Linked DNA regions of Mus musculus: all the other regions are linked to region 5. Evidence: chromatin contacts called from public HiCAR-type, HiChIP or PLAC-seq and promoter capture Hi-C data. All regions are on one chromosome and are shown on one strand. The core of a region is the stretch at or near the end of the contact, and the rest is flanking DNA. Distances in the headings are between cores, read along the strand shown.

Evidence for each region. Promoter capture Hi-C pulls out the DNA fragments that hold promoters and counts their contacts. HiCAR-type assays count read pairs that join an accessible place to other places. HiChIP or PLAC-seq counts read pairs in DNA pulled down with a chosen protein or histone mark.
Region 1: a HiCAR-type map of astrocytes shows a contact between it and region 5, with 6 times the contacts expected there. The contact joins the promoter of Dleu7 here to the promoter of Spryd7 in region 5. A contact is called at or near these places in 8 of 39 promoter capture datasets (cranial neural crest, embryonic stem cells, frontonasal cranial neural crest and 3 more), 2 of 484 Hi-C or Micro-C datasets (bone marrow-derived macrophages and nephron progenitors), 12 of 115 datasets of contacts at active chromatin or transcription factors (acute myeloid leukemia, astrocytes, craniofacial prominence and 9 more) and 1 of 9 other capture datasets (liver).
Region 2: a contact with region 5 is called in a promoter capture Hi-C map of pre-B cells, with 4 times the contacts expected there. The contact joins the promoter of Mipep here to the promoter of Spryd7 in region 5. A contact is called at or near these places in 7 of 39 promoter capture datasets (the 3T3-L1 cell line, 3T3-L1-derived adipocytes, the C10 cell line and 3 more).
Region 3: a contact with region 5 is called in a HiCAR-type map of astrocytes, with 4 times the contacts expected there. The contact joins the promoter of Fam124a here to the promoter of Spryd7 in region 5. A contact is called at or near these places in 8 of 39 promoter capture datasets (the 3T3-L1 cell line, 3T3-L1-derived adipocytes, cranial neural crest and 4 more), 1 of 484 Hi-C or Micro-C datasets (embryonic stem cells) and 1 of 115 datasets of contacts at active chromatin or transcription factors (astrocytes).
Region 4: a contact with region 5 is called in an H3K4me3 HiChIP or PLAC-seq map of forebrain, with 6 times the contacts expected there. The contact joins the enhancer-like site here to the promoter of Spryd7 in region 5. A contact is called at or near these places in 2 of 39 promoter capture datasets (cranial neural crest and embryonic stem cells), 1 of 484 Hi-C or Micro-C datasets (cortical neurons) and 6 of 115 datasets of contacts at active chromatin or transcription factors (acute myeloid leukemia, bone marrow-derived macrophages, embryonic basal ganglia and 3 more).
Region 6: an H3K4me3 HiChIP or PLAC-seq map of bone marrow-derived macrophages shows a contact between it and region 5, with 7 times the contacts expected there. The contact joins the enhancer-like site here to the promoter of Spryd7 in region 5. A contact is called at or near these places in 9 of 39 promoter capture datasets (the 3T3-L1 cell line, cranial neural crest, frontonasal cranial neural crest and 6 more), 2 of 484 Hi-C or Micro-C datasets (bone marrow-derived macrophages and nephron progenitors), 5 of 115 datasets of contacts at active chromatin or transcription factors (acute myeloid leukemia, bone marrow-derived macrophages, embryonic basal ganglia and 2 more) and 2 of 9 other capture datasets (adipose tissue and pancreatic islet).
Region 7: a contact with region 5 is called in an H3K4me3 HiChIP or PLAC-seq map of stem cell-derived neural progenitor cells, with 5 times the contacts expected there. The contact joins the enhancer-like site here to the promoter of Spryd7 in region 5. A contact is called at or near these places in 6 of 39 promoter capture datasets (cranial neural crest, embryonic stem cells, maxillary cranial neural crest and 2 more), 6 of 115 datasets of contacts at active chromatin or transcription factors (embryonic forebrain, embryonic hindbrain, embryonic stem cells and 2 more) and 1 of 9 other capture datasets (liver).

Annotation. Positions count from the first base shown.
Region 1 is chr14:62,291,717-62,294,595 of GRCm38.p6, forward strand. It overlaps Dleu7 (deleted in lymphocytic leukemia, 7), which reads right to left and starts at 1,263. Exons shown (of 2, transcript NM_173419.2): 1 at 812-1,263. The coding sequence starts at 1,234.
Region 2 is chr14:60,783,153-60,785,852 of GRCm38.p6, forward strand. It overlaps Mipep (mitochondrial intermediate peptidase), which reads left to right and starts at 1,414. Exons shown (of 19, transcript NM_027436.3): 1 at 1,414-1,718. The coding sequence starts at 1,536. It overlaps Mipepos (a long non-coding RNA gene), which reads right to left and starts at 1,397. Exons shown (of 3, transcript XR_001781278.2): 1 at 1,321-1,397; 2 at 862-1,209.
Region 3 is chr14:62,554,381-62,557,270 of GRCm38.p6, forward strand. It overlaps Fam124a (family with sequence similarity 124, member A), which reads left to right and starts at 1,357. Exons shown (of 4, transcript NM_001243857.1): 1 at 1,357-1,534. The coding sequence starts at 1,473.
Region 4 is chr14:62,414,851-62,417,793 of GRCm38.p6, forward strand. It overlaps Gucy1b2 (guanylate cyclase 1, soluble, beta 2), which reads right to left. Exons shown (of 17, transcript NM_172810.3): 8 at 2,350-2,461; 9 at 1,051-1,154. Among named protein-coding and RNA genes, the nearest start is that of Gm35468, 24 kb to the right of the region's middle. Within about 2 kb of position 1,416, at least 57 of the 459 cell types and tissues checked have an H3K27ac peak or open chromatin away from gene starts, as enhancers often do. A contact at or near this core is called in cortical neurons, embryonic basal ganglia, forebrain and 1 more, where this site is marked.
Region 5 is chr14:61,555,424-61,558,142 of GRCm38.p6, forward strand. It overlaps Spryd7 (SPRY domain containing 7), which reads right to left and starts at 1,463. Exons shown (of 5, transcript NM_025697.4): 1 at 1,098-1,463. The coding sequence starts at 1,203.
Region 6 is chr14:62,270,335-62,273,151 of GRCm38.p6, forward strand. No RefSeq gene overlaps it. Among named protein-coding and RNA genes, the nearest start is that of Dleu7, 21 kb to the right of the region's middle. Within about 2 kb of position 1,442, at least 8 of the 459 cell types and tissues checked have an H3K27ac peak or open chromatin away from gene starts, as enhancers often do.
Region 7 is chr14:62,388,107-62,390,939 of GRCm38.p6, forward strand. All of the region lies in intron 2 of Gm46457 (a long non-coding RNA gene), which reads left to right. It also overlaps a transcript of Gucy1b2 not described here. Among named protein-coding and RNA genes, the nearest start is that of Gm46457, 10 kb to the left of the region's middle. Within about 2 kb of position 1,530, at least 91 of the 459 cell types and tissues checked have an H3K27ac peak or open chromatin away from gene starts, as enhancers often do. A contact at or near this core is called in embryonic forebrain, forebrain and stem cell-derived neural progenitor cells, where this site is marked.

The sequences.
Region 1 (2,879 bases), core at 13-2,512, 740 kb after region 5:
AATTAAAGTTTTCTCTTCTTTGATGACTCTAGCTGTATCAAGTCAATAAAATCTAACTAGCACAGTCAATTATTACATTAGTTAATGGCAAGGTCAAGACTGGACCCCAAAACCCTAGCCTCCTAACCTACCTCAGGTCTCTTCCCAGTTCTGCCGCATACATACAAGCTGGCTGGTCCAGCAGGAGTCTGGTACTATTAGCAAGGTTGTCAACATCTGGGACCACCTGCCCCCAGCCCACTTTATGAGGATTTGAGTTGATTCTGTTGGGTCTCTGTGCTCTGTGGAGAACTGGAGTCATGCAAAAGAATTGTGATTCACAGGTGTGAAGCAACTTTAAAAGTACACGATGTTGTCATAATACATGAAGCCGGGGACTTGGGATGTATTCAACGCTTTAAAGGAAGACCGTAAGGTTGGAGGAGAAGCTGATTTCCACAGGTAGAAAAATGACTCCTGTGACAGGTGGGTCTTGACAAGGTTTTCCCCTCCACACCACACTTGATGCACAGACTTCTGCCCCTCCCCCCGAGCCCCCCTCCTCCCCCCCGCGCGCACTCACACACACACACACACACACACACACACACACACACACACAGAGGTCCAGGTCTAGTTCCACGGTTTGGCAGACCCCAGGTAATTAGTTCTCAAGTTCTCTGTCCCACATGCTCAGTCCTCAGTGCGCTTCTTCCTTTGCCCCATCCACTTCTCCGCTCACAGCAGGTTGACCACACCCTGCTTGGACTCCAGTGGCCCAATTCACTTCATCCAGGCACTGCAACCCAGAGAGGAAGGCAGGGAGACTCACCTTCAGGTGGACAGGGAAGGGCCGCTCCTGCTGGAGAGGCCCAAGCAGAGTCTGCTCTACGCTGACCAGCTCCGAGGTCGAGTCCACCACCCGAGCCAGAGCGCTGCGCATCGCCATCCGCGCCAAGGTACAGGGCCCGCGGTCCCGGGGGAAAGGCAGCAGCTCGGCGCCCCCCTCTGCGCCCCGCAGCCCGCCTGCCTCGGGGGATCCCCGCGCTCCGATGCTCCCGCGTCCCAGCCCCCTCCGGGTCCGCAGCTGGCCTGGGCGACGAGCCTGGGCGATGGGCACGTGGTCCGGGCCGCGCGGGCTCCCTGGGGCGCTAGGACCGTCGCCCCAGCCCCACTCCTGCTGTAGTAGCTGCAGGGTCTGCAGAGCCACCATTTGGTGGCTGATGGAAGCCACTAAGGGCGCAGGGCTGGCCATAGCCGGCTAGCAGCTGGGCGCTGACGAGCAGGTGGAGCGCAGGCAAAGGAGCCTGGCGGCGTTCGGGGTCGCGGGGTCACATTTTTTCTAACTCTATGCTTTTCCCTCAGCGTGTGTGGCCCGCCCCGCCCCCGGCCCGCAGGTGGTGACCCGCACTTGCCCCTGCATTCACTGCCAGGCAGAATGGGCTCAAAATGACCCAAAGCTGCCTGGAGCCTGCTCGGTGAGCGCTTGAACCTGAGCCAGATGCTGAGCTCTGGTTCTTCCGCCTCTCAGGGCTTTGGTGGGGAAACGCTGCTTTGTGCGGATGTATCTATCCCCAGATACCCCGCCCCCTTCCTCCATGAAGGATGCCAGCAAAGAACGGCTTAAGGCAGTGAAGGCCCATGGGTCTGTAGTGTTAAAACCTCAGCAAGTCATTAAGCATGCCCAGAGCTCCAACCAATCTCACAAAGGACAGTGGTGGGCTCTTCTCATTTCCCTGAGAGCATTTTCAGAAACACCTTGAAATAGCTTTCAAGGCCTTGCAAATCCCCAAACAAAATATATGGACTACCAAAGTATCTCCAAAGTTCAGCCCTGGTTGCTTAGTTCCCTACGGGTACTGATATCCCAGATGCAGAAATGACATCAAGGTTGAGTTGTCATGAAACCCAAGCCTGGCACTGCTCAGATGAGGAGCTTGACCGTTTTGTGTGGAAGGCCTCTGGTAGCAAGGTCCAAAGTCAATCCTTTGATGGAGCAGGAACCTCAGGAGAGCTGCACAAATACCTATTTTTAATTACATCAAACATGGCTGTCTCCTTTAAGTAGAGGGAAAGAATGGATGATTTTAATCTTTCTAAAGGGCAGCTATCGGTGGGTTTTGTTTTGTTTGGTAGGTTTTGTGTTGTTTGCTTGCTTGCTTTTGAAGGCATTTGAAGGGAATAGTGAGGAGAGCTATCACAGACAGTATCTTTTTCTGCTTACTTTTTGCAAGGAAAACTTGGAGAATCCAGTGATGCAGCACAGCAGAGACAAGGGCACAGCGCCAGGAGAGAGGACTCATGGGGAAACTAGAGGGGCAGGCAGATGGAGGGTGTGTCTTGTGGGGTCAGTTCTGGAAGCTCTCTGGATGGAAATGCCACTGGGGTGGTCTTGTCAGTACAGAAAGGTGATCAGTAAGGGCTATGGGGGCCCTTGTTGACTAGGGGAGTTGACCCTGAGTAATCCTCCCGACTCCCCAGCAGTGGTTCTTAGGATTCTCAGTGTTTTCTTCCCCTCTGAAAACCAATCTGAATCAATAAAGAAGTTTTCGTAAGCAAAACAAGCGTGTACATGCAAATTATATCCAGGTAAAAATGCTAGTCTGTGAAGCCACAGAGAAAATGACTTTGGAGAGAAGCAGCTTAATACTGATTCATTTATCTTGCCATAAAGTTACTTAAGTTCATATGCAGAAATACAGAAATTCTTCCAATTGTGTATTTACTTTTTACATCTTCAGATGTTGATGCACATTTTGGTGCAGAAAGGATGAAGCAGGAATAGCTTTGTTTTCAGAAAGCATGCCTGTCTCAGAGCTTCATGAACTAACCCCTCTGCTCTTAAAAAGCTGACTGCAAAACTCTCCTGACAAACAGAATCCCAGTCAACAGGCCAGGAA
Region 2 (2,700 bases), core at 164-2,663, 770 kb before region 5:
GCCTGGAACACGGAGTGAGAGCCTGTCTGCAAACCAGTCAAACACACACAAAACCTTCAAAATGTTCATTTCTCCCCTACCAAGGTCTATAAAGCAGATATGACTGCCACCCCTCACGTCACCTTCTGCAGGAGAGATGACTGCACCTTCAAAAGAAAGCTCTGCTTCCGGCAGGACCCTACACCCTGAACCACGGTGGTGTGGCTGTCCTTCCTCTGGAGAAGGCTAGGGGTGTAGAAAGACTTCCCCAAGCTTTCCCAAGTCTGCACTGTCATTTCTACTTTCCCGGGCACTCGACCACAATTTCCCAATGCCCTCCCTCCCAGCCTCTGCCTTCCTTTCATTTTCGCAGTAGGACATTTCACATTAGTCCTGTCTGTACTGATTTAGATTTTAGACTATCGTGATGAGACACTGGGAGTTAGATCGACTCCCTGGTGGGCAGGCAGAGAGAAAGGGGGGGGGGGACCATGGCTAGGTGATGATGGTGGTGAATCTCCAAGATGCCCAGCTTCTTCCTCAACCTACCGTTTTCCTCTCCCACCACCAGACCCCATTGCTGATGGACCTGCTCAATGAAGTCAAGACTGGGTCAGGACATGTCACACAACAGTTCTGGGCCAACCAACCACCCTAGATTTCTTCAAACTCTCCAGCCCTAAATTAGGAGCAGAAGGCTCTGCAGAGGCTTAAAATAATAATAATAATAATAATAATAATAATAATAATAATAAACCCAGCCCCTGAGAGGAGTCTCTCTCTCTCTCTCTCCCTCTTTTTCTCTCTCTCCAGCTTTCTGAGTCCCCTTTGCAGAGAGTCTTTTTCTGTGTGCCTGTTGCAGGAAACACACACCTCACTCACCTTCCTTCTACTCCTAATTCTGTCCACGATGCTTAAGATTTCTCTGCTGCTCCATGCTGGTCTTCAGATTTTTCCTGCCTTTTAATTCTTCGGCTGGCAGAAACAACAAACCTGACCAAGACTCCTAGACTATATCATTCCAAAACCCTTAGACCGTATCAATAGTTTCCAAAGTCAAAATAGATGATAATTCTCCAATAGTTAATTCACATGGCTATACACAACCATAGCTGGTGGGCATGCAGACATGGAAGTGACTTCAACAACTTTTGGAGAAGACAGGTGCCTTGGATTTCGACTGCTTGTGGTTTCTTCTGGATCCTTTCACGCGCCGCCATTGAGTCTCCTCTGAGAATCAAGAAAGCATCAAGAAAGCATCTTGAGTTCTCACATTCATTCCTGGCACCTGTAAAAAGTTCCAATGCCTGACCCGACTTCCTTCTCCCTGTGCCCTAGTACCACTGTCAAACTCAAATCCAGGACGTTTCTTCCTCCAGACACACGAGGGCGCTACGAAACTGGAGCTGCTCAGAAGGCGTGGAGGGCGACGCTCTTCCTAACGATTGTTAGCGTGCTCAAGTCCGGGTCTGCCCTGCGAGTTCCGCGGCGTGGGCTGCTGCCTTGGAAACGCGGGGCGCGCGCTTCCCGAGCCTGGCAGAGCCGGGGTCCGGAGGATGCTGCTGGCGGCCGGGGCACGGTACGCCCGCCGGCTGTGCGGCCGGGGAGCCGCGGCGGCTCTGCAGGGACGCACAGGCCGGAGCTGCGCCCGGGACGTCAGTACTAGCTGGTCCCCGGTGGGCGCCGCCTTCAACGTCAAGCCCCAGAGCCACCTATGGAACCTGTTGGGGGAGCGCCGGGTGAGCGTGCCGTGGGTCTGGGCAGCGCGGGCTCCGCGTCTGGCTGAAAAGGGACTGTGCCGGGATAAGCGCACCCCGGAGCGGCTGACCCAGCGGCAACTCAGCCTTTCCTCTACTCAAGCTCCATTCTTTTCCTTCTGGCTTCAGAGTTCACATTTGCCCTTGGCTTTGTAACGACACTCTTGCTTTGAAAACTCCATCACACCTTAATTGTCCACTTCAGGCTGCTCTGAAACAACCTGTTAAACTAGGCATAGTGGCTCTTGTAAGACAGTCTTGATAGGTAGAGGCAAGAGGGTACAAAAGACAGTCCTTTGGGCTCCGAACTGACTTTGAGACTAGCCTGAGTTGCTTAAGAACCGGCGGTAAAACAGAAAGCACCTACAGAACCCTACTGAGAAAAATCAGATTTCCTGTCGTGCTTTGTAGTTTATTGCATAGCCTACGAAGTCATCAGAATTGCTTGGCTATTTCTACTCTGCCCTTGGTGGTGTTGGACACTTGATAATGAATGAGGAAAAGGCAGGAAGACTGAGGAAAGATTTTTGTCCTAAAACAATGATTTTTCAACCCTTCTAATGCTGTGACTCTTTAATACAGTTCCTCCCGATGCGGTGACCTCAAACCATAAGATTATTTTGTTGCTATTTCACAACTAATTGTGCTACTGTTATGAATTATAAACATCTGATATATGAACCCCCAGGTGGGTTCTAAAAGTGTTTTTTTATTTTTTTATCTTTTCACTGTTGGGCAGCTTTCTAAAGACAAGTCTGGGATATAGCTTCATTGTACTTCATGGCATATCTCTGTGTTTAACTTTGTCTATTTGAAAGTTCTTTCTTATTATATAAATTTTCCTCCAAAACCCATAAAGGTCGATGATGCTGGTATTAGTGGAGTTGGTGTTGGAAGTGCCTTTTAGCAGAAAGATAAGCTTGGTTTTGGGTGGATGAAATAGAACTGATTTCACCTGTATTTT
Region 3 (2,890 bases), core at 107-2,606, 1.0 Mb after region 5:
TGCTTTTGTCTACTGCCCTTCTCTTTTGTGTAATGTGTTTAAAATTAGAGTCCGAAAGCAATGACAAATATGTAAAGTGGGAAGAGCAGGAGAGAGAGAGGGAGAGAGAGAGAGAGAGGGAGGGAGGGAGGGAGGGAGGGAGGGAGGGAGGGAAGGAAGGAAGGAAGGAAGGAAGGAAGGAAGGAAGGAAGGAAGGAAGGAAGGAAGGAAGAGGATTGTTCTTCACAGCTTGTCACACAGAAGTGACACCGCTGTGCCAGTTGAGAGGGCATGCAGGTAGCTAGCCTTCACCTGGGACACTGACAGCTCCCGTAACCAGTACTTGGCATGTAGCAGAACTCACACGCAAACTGTTTTACAGACATGATCTCTTGTAACTCAAAATGGAGGTTCAGGGACGATCACAGACGTGATCTCTTGTAACTCACAACAGACAGAGAAGATAGCAGTAGCCCAATATGCGAAAAAATTAAGGCTCCAGGAGGTTAAATAACTTGTCTGAAAAGAAAAGATGACAGGGTCATAGCTGGTTGGCAGAACATGCTCAAGGTTGCGTCTTCAGCACTACCCTACAAAAGCGAATACGACATACACTTAAGTGCCTTCCACTGCTTCTAATGACAACACCACCAGAATTAAGTCTAAGTTGTTCTTACCCCACCACCGCCGCCGCTCCCAAGTTGCCTCACTGGCTAGAGTGGAAAAATGACTTCCTGCTACTTCAATTATTAACCCATCCTAAGGGATGGCTGGGTTTAACAACGTCAATGTCCATCACCCTCTTGCTGCCAGACCCCTTTGAATGGAAGCACACCCAGGACTCTTCGTGTTATTTTAAGATAGATAACAAAAGAATACATTCTCTAGCAAGTTGGGTCAGTGAGCAAGGCGATAATGAATTCAACGTCTGCAGTTCTGAGAAACACCCACGTGTTTTAACTGGTCCTCAAATGGCGATATCACACTCTGCCCTGGTTGCGCTGGTGGGTGTTTCCCAGTACTGCTCGCAGAATGGGGCTGAAAAAAATCTCTGGGCAAGCCCGGGGACTCCAGACTCTTTACTGTGGACCCAGGGGAGGGCAGCTTTGCTACTAGACTCCATACATGGGGCCCGCACCAGTCACTATAGAACGCACAGCGCTGGCATGCACCAGGCGGGTTGCAAGATAAATACTGCACGCCCACTGCACTCCACGCCCACTGCACTCCTCGCTCATGGAGAGAGTCCATCCCCCGGCACCTCCCGCACTCACGCTCGCGCTCGTGCACACGCGCGCATCCCGTGCACCCGCTCGGATCCTCGCCTGGTGGCACCCGGCGCGCCCGCGCAGCGCCGAGCGGAGGGCGGGGAGGGCGCGGCCGCGAGAGGGCGCGGCGAGCGGCTTCCTCGCGGGGCCGGGTTGTTGCGGAGGCCGGAGACGAGGCTCTCGGAGGGTCCCCGGGGCCGAGGGAGCGCGGACGGCACGCGCGCCATGAACCCGAAGGCGGGCGGTGAGGAAGAGGACTGCGTGGACTCTGGCGCCGAGACCGGAGGGTGAGCTGAGCCCAGCCGGGCGGGGCGGGAGCTCAGTACTTGCGCTCGGGAGCCCGAGCTGGGGAGGCAGTCCTGGGGTTGGGGTGCAGTATCTGCGAGCCAGCGGCATGGTCTGTGGTTGCCTGGGTCAGGGTGGGAAGGGGCGAGAAGAACCCCACCCCGGGCTGCTAGGTGATGGGACCCGAGGTTCAGCGTCGTTCCTCGCAGCCCTGTGGCCCCACGGTGCCAGGTTCAGCCACTATCCCCCTTCACCTAGAGATGCGCCTGCACTTGTTCCAGCCAGGCAACTCTGATAGCTTTGGAGCCCCAGGCTGCTGAGGAGGAAAGCAGGTGGAGAGGGTGGGACACCAGCACAGGAAAAAGACTCCGAAGCCGGCTAGGAGGACTTCATATCTCACTTATACTGTGCTGCTGAGCGGCCTCTCCACCCCGCCAGCCTGGAGTACCCACAGGATGCTGTGATGGGGTCTTGTGTGCTTCAATGGACTCAGTAATTAGCTCCAACCTTTGGAGGCTAATTAGTCCTCTCCCAACAGCAGTTTTCCTGAGTAGGACAAAAGACGGAATGCATTTTCAGAAACCAATGTCCCGTGATGGTCTCCACCCAGCCCATATCTAGAGGATTTTCCTGTGCACAGTCAGCACCACAGCCAGGATACAAGTGCTACCCCAGTAGGAACGTGTGTCTTTTCCTATCTAGAGAAGTCCTGCTAGAGGTCAGGGGCTACCCAGGCTACAGAAGACCTCGGAATTCCTGGAAGGTGGAGAGGTTTCAAACTAATATTAGGATTTGGCAATCTACTGAGAACAGGGAGGGAGGCCAGTTCCAGAATGGACCTATGTTCTGACCTAACCCACGAAAGCGTCCCTCAAGCTCGTCCTGCCTCCCAACCCCACCCCTCCTTGCAGCCTTCTCCACCAGCCCAACCCTAAATCTGGACTGTCATTCTTCCCTACACAGCAGGCTTTCTCTTGTTACCCAACCATGGTAACCGTGACAGAGGAGTAACTTGATTTGATGTCCCCACCCCTGCCCACCATTGCTTTTGCTTCAATTCTGTTGGTGTACAGTTGTCAACTTAGTTTATTTCCTGATATTTTGGTGCTGGAGTTCCAACCTAAGTACAATAGACAAGGATTCTTTCACTAACTCACACTGCCATTATGTATCAACTTTAGTTGACCATCTTTGGCTCTTCTCCCCTCCCCCATGGTTAGTTGAACCATGAATAGAAGAAACAAAGCAAATATTGCCTGCTGTGTTATAGTTGGCATGAAGCAGTCACTGTCCCACTAATTTTCAACTTGAAGGGCTTACCTAAAGCAGATGTTTGCCCAAGGGTCTTGCCTTGGAGA
Region 4 (2,943 bases), core at 166-2,665, 860 kb after region 5:
CTACAAAACAAACCTCGTGTATCATTCCGTTTCTGTTATTCTGTACCCAAAAGTTGAAAGGGGACCATTTAGAGCAGGTTGGATTGAGAACATTAATGGCACAAGTAATAGTAACCTTGTGGCTCTGAAGAATTGCTGGCATTCATTGACTTATAATTCTGCCTAGGGGTGTGTATTTACCGCTGTAATACCATCACTTCTCTGAGGGAAGATACTGTCCTTAGGTAAGTGCATGTCGTCGTTAGTGTTCATGCTGTAGTCAGCTGGCAGTGGCATGCAGATGAGTTCCAATAAACACTAGAGATATTCATAGTGGCTGACCTGGCACTTTTGACTAAATTCATTTTTGCCTACATGCCCTTTAGGTAAAAAAATTTTTAAAGTCAGCTCAGTTCCTGTGTCTACATCATCTATATCTACATATGGTTTGCTTTGTCACTCGCTACGTAGCCCATGCTGATTGTGAACTTAACTCTTGCCTCAGCCTCCTGAGTGCTAGGATTACGGATGTGAGCTGTCACATGCAAGCTCAAGAAAAAGAAAGATATTTTTATCCTGGGAAACTGATAGCAATCAAATTTAAATGCTCATTCTCACAGCCACCTCCACCCCACTCCCACCCTCCCCACCCCCCAGAACACAGCATAACGCTCTACTAAGACGCAGGAAATGAAGCAGGATGGGATTGCGGGTCTGCTGCAGTCACAGGGGGTGGCAGGTCACTTTTACGACCATGGGTATAGGCTGCAGTCTTGGTGTGTCTTTCTGGAGTGAATTTTAAAGTCTTCCTCCAGCTTTTCTTTCTGATCATAAGCTTTCCCATTTGTTCGCTGGTTCAACTCCCTTGCTATGTTTACCTTAAGAAGATCATGAATTCCAGACGAGCCTATAACATAAAGGAACGTCAGGAGACCCTCCAGGGCAGAGTCTAGTCTCTTGAGCCCTGTGAACTCAGGGATCTAAGACCTTACAGCTGTAATGGTGGTGAACTGGACTCTCCAACCCTGATTTACGCCCTATCCCAAGCTTCTGAGTGAAAGGGTCTCTTACTGCTTCGTCAAAGACAACGTGGAAAGGAAAAGCATTGCAGAACACCTCCTCTTCAATCCACAGTCTCTCAGGAAAGACAGGCTGGAAGGTGTCCCCAAGGGGCCCTGGACACAGAGAAAGAAAGCCCTAATGAGCGGCCCTCACAGAGCTGCTCAGACAGGGTTAGAATCTTAAGTGTGTCACAGGCTGAGTGTGATTCCCACTCTTTAGCACAGGCTCCCTCAGCTTCTCCAGATGGCCACTGCAATTATTGTCCAAATTAAAACAAACAGAAAATTTGCGACCAGGTTGAGAAGCCCTCCTGCCCCCTGCCAAGTTTCTGCCTGCTGCTGAAGAGTTAGTTTCTGGGCCAATTGAGTCTGTCTCACCATGAAAACAGAGCTGGCATTGAGACGGTGACAAGCGGACAATGAGCCAGAAGAGGAGCGAGTGTGTGTCGGGCCCAGCATCAGGGACATTTGCCATGGAGCTTTATAGACTGACAGTTTAGGGTGGCACGTGAAAATTTAACCAACAGTCCCATTTGGCAGGGGTTGCAGATTCTCAATGGAACCTTTTTGATATGAAAATCTCCTAGACAAAGGATGTCAGTTGTGTTTGCTACAGCTTGAAGGACTCAGAATGCAGCTCTTTGAGCCCTGCAGACCTTCACCCAGATGCCTGTCATTTGACCTACCAGGCCATGACAAGGAGCATCTAGCTCCCTTCCTCCACTGGGGTCAGAGCTCTGATTCAGACTTGAGTTAGGTGCTGGCTGGCAGGTCAGCTCAGTGCCCAAAGACCTGCTGTGATGACCTTACCACCTTTACTTTGTAAATGGAAAGCTGGAAGGGATTGCATTGTCTCATGTCACAGAGACAGAAATGCACTTTCTTGGTTCTTGCCCTCTGTCCCTTGTACTGCTGGCTAGCTGTGGTTAGCCACTGATTTCCAGTCCAGAAACACATCCCAGTCAAGGTCTGGGTCCAGAAGCAATGCAGAATTCACTGTGGCTAGTATGTCTGTGCCCAGTCTCTTCACCACAGTCAGGATCTGGGACTGAGTCCAAGCTAGTGGCTTTCCTGATTACAGAGATGACAGTGTCTCCATGTCACCCAGCACAAACAAAAGAGCTGATTTGTGGCAAGTTGGAAGCTGATATTTAAAGTTAAGACCACAGATGCCAAAGCCAAGCTCTGCGGGAATCAGGGGCTTTGAAATTGCAGGAAGCTTTGCCCTATTTGTGTATGGGGCTCCTCCCCTGCAAAGCAGGCAGTTGTCCTGATCTAAGAGTTGAAGCCAGCAGAACAGCACACCTACCTTTTCCAAGCAGGACTGATGCCCTCACAACAGCTGAGTGAGATTTCTCCCCAGGGCAAACAGGGATGCTTAAATACCTCTCCTTCTTCCTAAGGAGTGTTCCCTGAAGAGACTGCAGAGGGAAGGAGATGAAGCACAGGTACCTGGTCACAGGACTGGAGATGAACAAGCCCTCCTGCTGCTGCTGCTGAGCCCATCTTTATATACGGAAGCATGATGGTGGCTGAACGGATAGTGTGTGTGCTTACAAGGTCACTTCTAATCAAGAACCTGGAGCTCTCAGGTGTACTCATCAACTCCGTCTTTCTACAAAAGGCAGCTAGATATTTTTTTTTCAAGATCTCCAGGGAATCCTTAGATGCTCATGCTTTCCTATGTGTTGCTCTGAGACTATGTCCCAGGGTTAACTAGGAAATGTGGAGAAAGCAGTTGGAAGGATGCTTTCCTCAGCCTTCCTTTACAGCAGCAAAAGATTTGTAGCAACTAAAGATGCACAGGCGTGGGCTAGTTAAGTATGACAAGGAACATTTGGCAGAGGGAAGATGTTCACACACAAAATGAGCGTCCTCTCGCCACAGGAGATGCCTCTCCCTA
Region 5 (2,719 bases), core at 213-2,712:
GGCTCAAAAGTCACTACAGTCCTGCAGTCTTATCTCAGCCCTTAATACAGTATCTTATCACCTAAAAGTCATATTCATTGAGTGAATAAATTAAATAGAAATGTTTCCTGAGAGAAAGTACAAGATCTGAACATCCACTGTCTATAGTGATGGATAGGGGCTTAAAGGTATTTAGTACTGAAATTCTGTACTAGAGACTGTAAATTTGTGGTGGCACTGTACACCATAGTAAACGACGACTGCGTATAGTACTGCAATAGAAAATATAATGGGCAATGTTTCCAGACTTGTAGATTATCTGGGCAGAAAAGAGTTTTGTTGTAGATATTAAGAATGCTTGTGTTACTTAAATACAGTCTTTTAGACAATGAGGTATTTGGGGAAATCAAAAAATGCATTAGTTTATTGTAATAATACACAAAAAGACAGCACTCTAACTGAAATAATTATTCTGGGAAATCTGCCTGGATAATATTCCAGAAGCTTGGAAAGGGTCTAAGAACTGAAGTAATCCTATGTAGAAAAAGATGCTACAGGGGGGGGGGAATGTTGGATGAGAAATTATTATTAAATTAATTATAAAGCCATTGGGAACTGGAAAAAAATGGATGAGAAGGAGCACTGTTCTATTTTGCAATCGCTTGGCCCGATGGCGAGAGTCAGATAAAATTACAGCGTTCCCAACAGTGACTAAGGTGTCCAGCAATGGAGATTTTAGTGGAAGTGGCTTGTTACGACCTGAGGCTCTACTCCAGGCTTCTGCAACCGGCCCTGTTTGGGCTTCAGGAAGTGAGGGGAAAATTACTCCCCCAGAACAAGCTTCAGCCTATATTTGATAGTGCTGAAGACAGGACTCAGCAAACACTAGGTGACACTCGACACCCGGGCACTGATGGCGGGCGGGCGGGCGAGCGCCCCCGCTTCCTCACCTGGGAACACCTGACTCCTCTCTGAGAGATTCAGCCCTGGGAGGCTGGCACAGCCCATGCCCGATGACCGAGGCCAGAGAGGCCACAGGGGGCTGCGTGGTCACGTGGTCCCCGCCCCATTTCCCTCGGCCCTCGGTGGGCGGTTGGGTCCAGTCGGGAGGCCCTTACCCATGTGCTGCGTGTCCAACTGTACGGCCGGCATCTCCTTGAGAGGAATGTGGCCAGTCCCGCCGTCCCTGCAGCAGCGCAGGCAGCACCACGCCGACGCGGCCATGGCGTAGCTACACAGCCCCACCGCTCCGCCCGCGCCCGAGTGCTTCTGGGTCGCGGGAGCCTCGCAGCCCGCACAGCGACGCCAGGGCCGGGAGGCGAAGCGGAGACTGAGGCGAGGTCCCCCGGCGAAGGAGCGAGGACCGCCCGGAGGGGCGGGGCGGTGTCGGGAGGTGGGCGGGGCCAGCGGCCAGCCCAAGTCAAAGAGGGTGTGGCGGGTGGGCAGGGCGCTGTAGAGAGCCGAGCAGGGGCCCGGGCTTGACTGACTGAAAGAGGGCGGGGCCAGTGGCCTGACGCCTGGAAGAGGGCGGAGTTGGGGAAAAGGTCCGGGTTTCTGAAAGTGGGCGTGGCCAGTGGCCTGACTGACATGGGGTGGGCGTGGCGGCGTGCGCAGGCGTGCTGCGGCGTCCTCCCCTAGGCCCTGTGGCTGGCAGGTGAATGGTGGAGCTGAGAGTCGTCGGGATTCCCTGCGGCTGTGGTTGTTGCTGGTTTGACAGGGCCTTCTGTGCTGTTTATAGGGTCTGGAACTCCAGCCCTGACCGCCTCAGCCTCCGTAGTAGCTCCGTGCTGTGTCGGCGCGCTACTGGTAGCTGCCTGGGGCGGCTCCGCAGTGATTTTTAGGGATCGGCAGACCTCCTTTGGGCATGGAGCTAATAAAACGCCCGGGAGTTTTCCGTCGGAACTCTCCGGCTCTCCGCATCCTGCCACGCAGACTCCGAGGACCCGGTCTTTGGGTGTGCGGCGAGGCTCTTCGCATTTTCCATGCACCGGCGTTTATCATTGGGTTGATTGCTGCGTGGACCCAGGACTTGCAAGCAGTCACCCTTATGAGGGGACTACGGGAAGGGGTCGGGACAGGGCCGAAAGACGACTTTTTAAAAAGTCATTATTGTATATTCGTGCTCAGGACGTGCGTTCAGGCGCTCTCGTGCCACGGCAAGGTCTGAAGACAACTCTCAGAAATAGGTTTTCTTCCCCCTACCTTGGAGATCCGGGAATCGAACTCAGGTCTTCAGGCTTGCTTTCCGATCAGACAGTCTTACTCAGCTTTCTGGTGCACCAATGGTTCCTAGAAATGTGAAGGGAATGCCCTGAGAGAGGGTGAAGAGAAACTCAGCTCTTACGGGGGTCTGCTGCTTCCTATTACCATATCGAAGGAAGGCCCCAGTGGGGGTCACTTGTTATCTGTCTGTCGTTATCCCTCACACCCCATGGTGTCCCAACAGAATCTGGCTCAAACCTCTCTTCCAAGATAAGATTCCCACCCTGGAAGTTTTCTGGGTCTTCATCAAATCCTGGAAAACTGAACAAAAATTCCCAATTCTTTAGTAATGGTTTCCCATACATAACCTTTTAGTCACCTGAGTGTAAATATACTTTATTGAGATTTTTAGCCATAGGATGAGGGAAAAATTTCAGACTTTGGTTTCTTCTATTTATAAAAATATTTTTAGGGCTGGAGAGATGGCTCAGCAGTTAAGAGCACTGGCTATTCTTCCAGAGGTCCTGGGTTCAATGCC
Region 6 (2,817 bases), core at 192-2,691, 710 kb after region 5:
AAAGAACCAGAGACCAACATCTGTTAATTTTACTTATGCATAAAAGAATATTCGGAGATGGAAATCATAATGCAATTCAGTTCCATGAATGCCCTTGGCTACAATTCTGTGCAAGACGCTCCAAGAGACAGAGAGGGGCTGGGAAAAGACTGAGGATTAAGAGATGAGAGAAGACTGAAACCAGGTTGGAGGCTTGCCTGTGATTGCTTTTCCAAGAGCTCTCGTGGCACCAGGGCTTCCTGGCCATTAGAGAGCCAGAGCTTGATGCTTTTCCTTCGAGCAAGTTTAAAACCAACCAGGCTTGTGTGATGATCCCAGAAAATGAGATGGTGGTAACTACAACACACATGTCTCCCACATTACTGTGTTCTTCATGTTTGGGTTACAGTCCCGGCCTTCTCTGTGTACTTCTACCCCTCTCCAGTCTCTCTCTCTCTGCTCAGTGTTCTTCCCCTTCTCCATCTCACCTCCCTCTTTTCATGTTTTCCAAGCTTATGCTGTACTCTACGCTCTCATGTTACATTCTGAGCTACATCCACAAAAGCAGAGGGAAGGGGCCTCTGCAGAATCTCTTCTCCGTACCAATCGAAGCCAAAACTGTTCTCTGCAACTTGTTTCTGGGCTCGCTGGGAATTTGTTTCTCTGCCAGATACCCTTACGCTCCACAGACATTTCCTAATTCATCTTTACAAAAGTGAAGGTGAAACCGGGACCATTATAATTTTTTCATCAAGGCCAGGGAAAAAGAATTAGTGACACTTCTGTGCCAAGAGAGGTTTCTTCTTAGCCTTGGAGGAGTCTTCTGACTTAGGACTGTAAGCACAAAGCAGACATGAGCGTTTGTATAGGAAGTGACATGGGATTAAGGCAAGCCAGGAGTGTGGTGAGTATTTAGCCATAGTCTGGAACATTGCACTCCCCATGAAGAGGCCCCAGGTGATGCTCAGCCTCTCGGTTGAGTTCCGCTGAATCACGTGTCTCAAAACGCATGGATCCTCAGGATTTATCATTATTTCAGATAGATTTACTGCATGGGGATCTGGCACTAGAGAGGGAAGAAAAGTGGAAAGAGGGCCAACTGTTGAGAGGGATTTTAAGATGGGAAAGATTTGGTGCTTGCAATCCAACATTCTGTCTAACACAAGTGTCTGAATGGTTTCCTATCCACTGAAGGCCATCATTTAAGTCAAGGGAGCCAATACACTTTGAGGAAAAACTGTGTGTCTCGGAGTTTCTATTGCTGTGATAAAACACCAAAAGCAACTTGGGGAGAAAGGTTATTTCAGCTCACTATTCCTGGCATGAGGGAAGCCGGGAAAGGAACTGAAGCAGGGCAGGAACCTAGAGGCAGGAACTGATGGCCATCACTCCACGGTGGCCTGATGCTTACAGATCTGCTCTCCATGACTTACTCAGCCTGCTTTCCGATAACATCCTGAAACACCAGCCCTGGGATGGCACCACCTATGGTCTGCCTGCCACTTGAATCTCTAGCTTTATAAGCATACCTTCTCCTTTCCTACCTAGATGGTTTCCTGTTTCTTGCTTATAAGAACATGAAGTGCTATTTAGTATCCCACTCAGATAATCCCAGCCTCATTACAACAACCTTAAGGTATTGTTCATAGGTTCCCTTGATTAGGATATAAACATCTCCTTTGGAGACCACCCCCTCCCCATTTAGTTACAGCAACATAATCAACACATATAAAAATGAATGTAAACCATTTGTCTTAGTCAAGGTTTCTATTCCTGCACAAACATCATGACCAAGAAACAAGTTGGGGAGGAAAGGGTTTATTCGGCATACACTTCCATACTGCTGTTCATCACCAAAGGAAGTCAGGACTGGAACTCAAGCAGGTCAGAAAGCAGGAGCTGATGCAGAGGCCATGGAGGGATGTTCTTTACTGGCTTGCCTCCCTTGGCTTGCTCAGCCTGCTCTCTTATAGAACCCAAGACTACCAGCCCAGAGATGGCCCCACCCACAATGGGCCTTTCCCCCTTGATCACTAATTGAGAAGATGCCTTACAGCGGGATCTCATGGAGGCATTTCCTCAACTGAAGCTCCTTTCTCTGTGGTAACTCCAGCTGTGTCAAGTTGACACAAAACTAGCCAGTACACCATTATAGGGGCAATGCAAAATTACAAAAGAAAGGAAGGAGGGAGGGAGGGAAGAAGGAAGGAAGGAAGGAAGGAAGGAGAAGGAATGGATCAGAGAGTGACATGTGTGTGTGAGAGAGAGAGAGGGAGAGAGAGAGAGAAAGAGAGAGAGAGAGAGAGAGAGAGAGAGAGAGAGAGAGAGAGACACTAGGGACTGAGCTTAGGGCCTCACACATGCTAGCTAAGCAAAATACCATTGAGCTATAATCCTACAAAGGATACTATTTTTATTAAAGGAGCAAGACATCCATTTTAATGATGTGACACTGTGGCTGAGAGCCACCTAGAGAGTAAAGGATAGGTGCAAAAGTTCCAAAAGTAGCTGTTATATCCAAAGAAATGAGGGCAACACAGAGGGTAGCATTCAGCCTAGGAGTGCTGTAGGTTACAGGGCAGAGAGGCAGGATTTGAACTTTAATCTCAGTGAGAAGGAAGCTGTCGGTGGTGGGCTGCTTAAGCTGGAATGTCAACTTCGTTAGAGTGAGCACCACCTAGGAGGTTGGTAAGGTGCGTGCTTGTGGCTACACCACTGAAGAGGTTAACTTCAGCTACACAGGCATCTCTTTTGCCTGATGCCTGGCTGCTGGGAGGTGCTCAGCTCTGCTCCTCTACAGCCCTCTACCACAATGCTCTGCTTTGCCGCAAAGCTAAA
Region 7 (2,833 bases), core at 280-2,779, 830 kb after region 5:
ATTTGTAGCTTTGCAAAGGGAGTAAGAGCCCTGCGTAAACCTGCTTAATTTGTTTATCATATGCTGAGTTTAAAAATTACTTTTGGGATAGAGTGGGGGGTGAATATGACCAAGACATATTTTATACATGTATGAAATTCTCAAAGGATAAATACAAATATTGTATTTTTAGAATCATTTTTTCTGAGAGTTACAGAATCCCCTATATTTTTCTGTTCTAAACTGCCACAGCTGTGCATAATCTAAAACCACAGCTCAGGGATCTGGGGGAGACTCCAGGGTCTGCTGGAGTCAAAGGGTCAAAAAACCTCTAAGTATTTGCTCCACAGCCAACAGGAGCCCTGACTAGACCTGGGGACACCGTAGCCTGTGGTAAACTATAAATGTATGCTGGAACACTTAAAGCTGGGACTTCATGTTTCAGTCTCTTTTAATAGCTGGACGTCTCCAGTGAAAAATCACACTGTAACTTTTCTTTAGGTCTCTCCTGTTCTGTTCTTGACAGCACATATCTGACTGGAGCTGCTGTGTCAGGAGTACAGTCTCTGCTTCCAACACAGAGACGGCTCTAGCCAATGGCTGAGAGCTAAGATCAGAGTTGGGGTAGGGTGGGTCTGAAGGCCAAGTCCTAGGTCTGTACCTCAGTTTCCTGTCTGCGCAGTGTGGCTAAAAACCATACCTGTGTAATGCTCAAAGGACTTCAGCTGGGTACCACAATGGTCCTGCTATATATGTGAACCCAAGTTCCTGGGTAGATGCTGATGGCTTAGATAGGCCACTAAGATCTAAGAGAGTGCCATCATTAGACCCCACTGAATGCAGACATGGAACTGCTGTCATTTCCTCCTCACCTCACATCAAGTTGAACCCCTGAGGGGAAAGAATTCAGAATCCTCTGAAAATTTTCGGACTGCACCATGCAGAAACTCAGAGCAGTTTCTCTTTGGGAGACAGAGTCTCTCAAGCCACCTTTAAAGAATGATTCAGCCAGTTGGTTGACATATCATTATCACATTTTGAAGTTAACACAGCCCCAGAGTCTATGAATGCTCACCCCACAGTTAATTATTCTTGAGTTTTTCTGTGCTCTCAAAACATATTCTACTTATGTAATGATCCCTCGGGGGAGCACCAGGTGCCTTTGTCCCACAGACAGGGCCAGCTGTGTAAAACCTCTGCATCTGTCAGGTTTCTCTATGTGGCACATAATTGCCTGATTTCCATCTGAAAGTGCAGCACTGACATTAAAGCCACATAGAACCCACCATTGATAACAATGGCTTCCCGACACCTAGAAGAAGCATGGGGGGTGGGGGGGCAAATAAACATGCTCCCCAAATGAGCGCTTGCCTTCACAGGGGCTGGGTCTGAATGTACAGCTGCAGATGAAGAGAACAAACCAAGAGGAATAAAGGAAATGAAAGCTACAGATTAGCATTCGGCTGTCTCAGCCAGATGGTCTTCTGGGGAGAGCGGTCCTCCGCTTGCTTTCTTCAGTCTCCAGGCTAGCACACAGCACCCACTCTCTGCAGGGGCAGCAGTGATCTCACCCCTCAGCCAGGCAACCCAGTGAATCACTCACTCTTTCTTTCTCACACAACTGTGAGCCAATGAAAACTTGAAAGTGAAAGAAAGACTAAGAAGGGATTGGGGGGTGGGGGGGCGGGGAAGCCAGGCATCTGTGATGAATGAAAAAGTCTTAGCCTAGGAGAGGGCTAAGATACCAAGACTGAGGGAAGTGTCGGGAAGCATCAGCTAAGGAAGAAGAGAGCCACTGAAAGAGAAAGCTGTAGACACCCCTCCTCCTCAGCGCCCAGAAGCATTGCCTCCAGCATCCAGGATTGCCATGGTATTCAGGACCTTGGGGTCCTGGCTTTTACAAGCTTGGGCTTGAGGTCTGTGCTCCCAAGGTAAAGAAAGCAGTGGCCTCTTCTCAACTTATTTAGAAACTGTCGCCTCCCTCCATGGCTAGACGCCAATGAGTCTGCCAGTCATTGGTCTGAGGACCAGCCATCTGCCACCATCTGGATAGACCGTGCCTGGGCCAGGTGCCCTGAAATGGAAGAAGCTAGGTGGGGCAGAGGCAAGGGAGGGGGAGGGGCAGGAGCAAGGCAGGGTTATGGGGTAAACTGAGCCTGCAAAGCTGTAGTTGTAGAGGGCAGTTCCCTGGAATGCTCTACTCTGAAAAGGGCTCTACCGACAGTCACCACCAAGCCAAGTGTTCACTGCTCATGAGCAAGCCTCGTATTTGAGTGGCAGCCCAGGTCTGCTGCTGGCCATGAGACAGACCACCAGATGGTGTGTGCCAGGGCATAGATGTTCTATGAGCTAATCGATCCAGTAGGAGTTAATACATCTAACTTGGGTCCAAGGGCCTCAATTCACAGAAGATTCCAGAACAAGTGAAGGTGCATTTTGAGGTTTTAGAGGCCCTGTGAGCAAGCACTTTAGCAGCTCGCCAAACTTCCCAAGTGTGGTGGTTTGGATGAGAATGGTCAACCTTCCCCACTGTGATGGACTCTGAGCTCTCTGGAACTGTAAGCACAAATAAAACCTTCCTTCTATGAGTTGCCTCATAGAAGTAACAGAAGTAGCATAAGTAACATAGCAATAGAAAAGTAACAAACACTTCCGAATACCAGGAGATTGTCTGTAGCAGTGTTTAATAGAATAAATGTCAGCTGCAGGGTGGTACCTATCACAGGATTGTCTTTCTTTTACAGCTGGAAATGATTATTTAAATCAAAATAAATGTGGAACAAAAATTGTCCTTGTTTTTGGCCTGGACTATGGTACCTGTCGCACAATTCTGACAGTTCTAAATATAATGTTC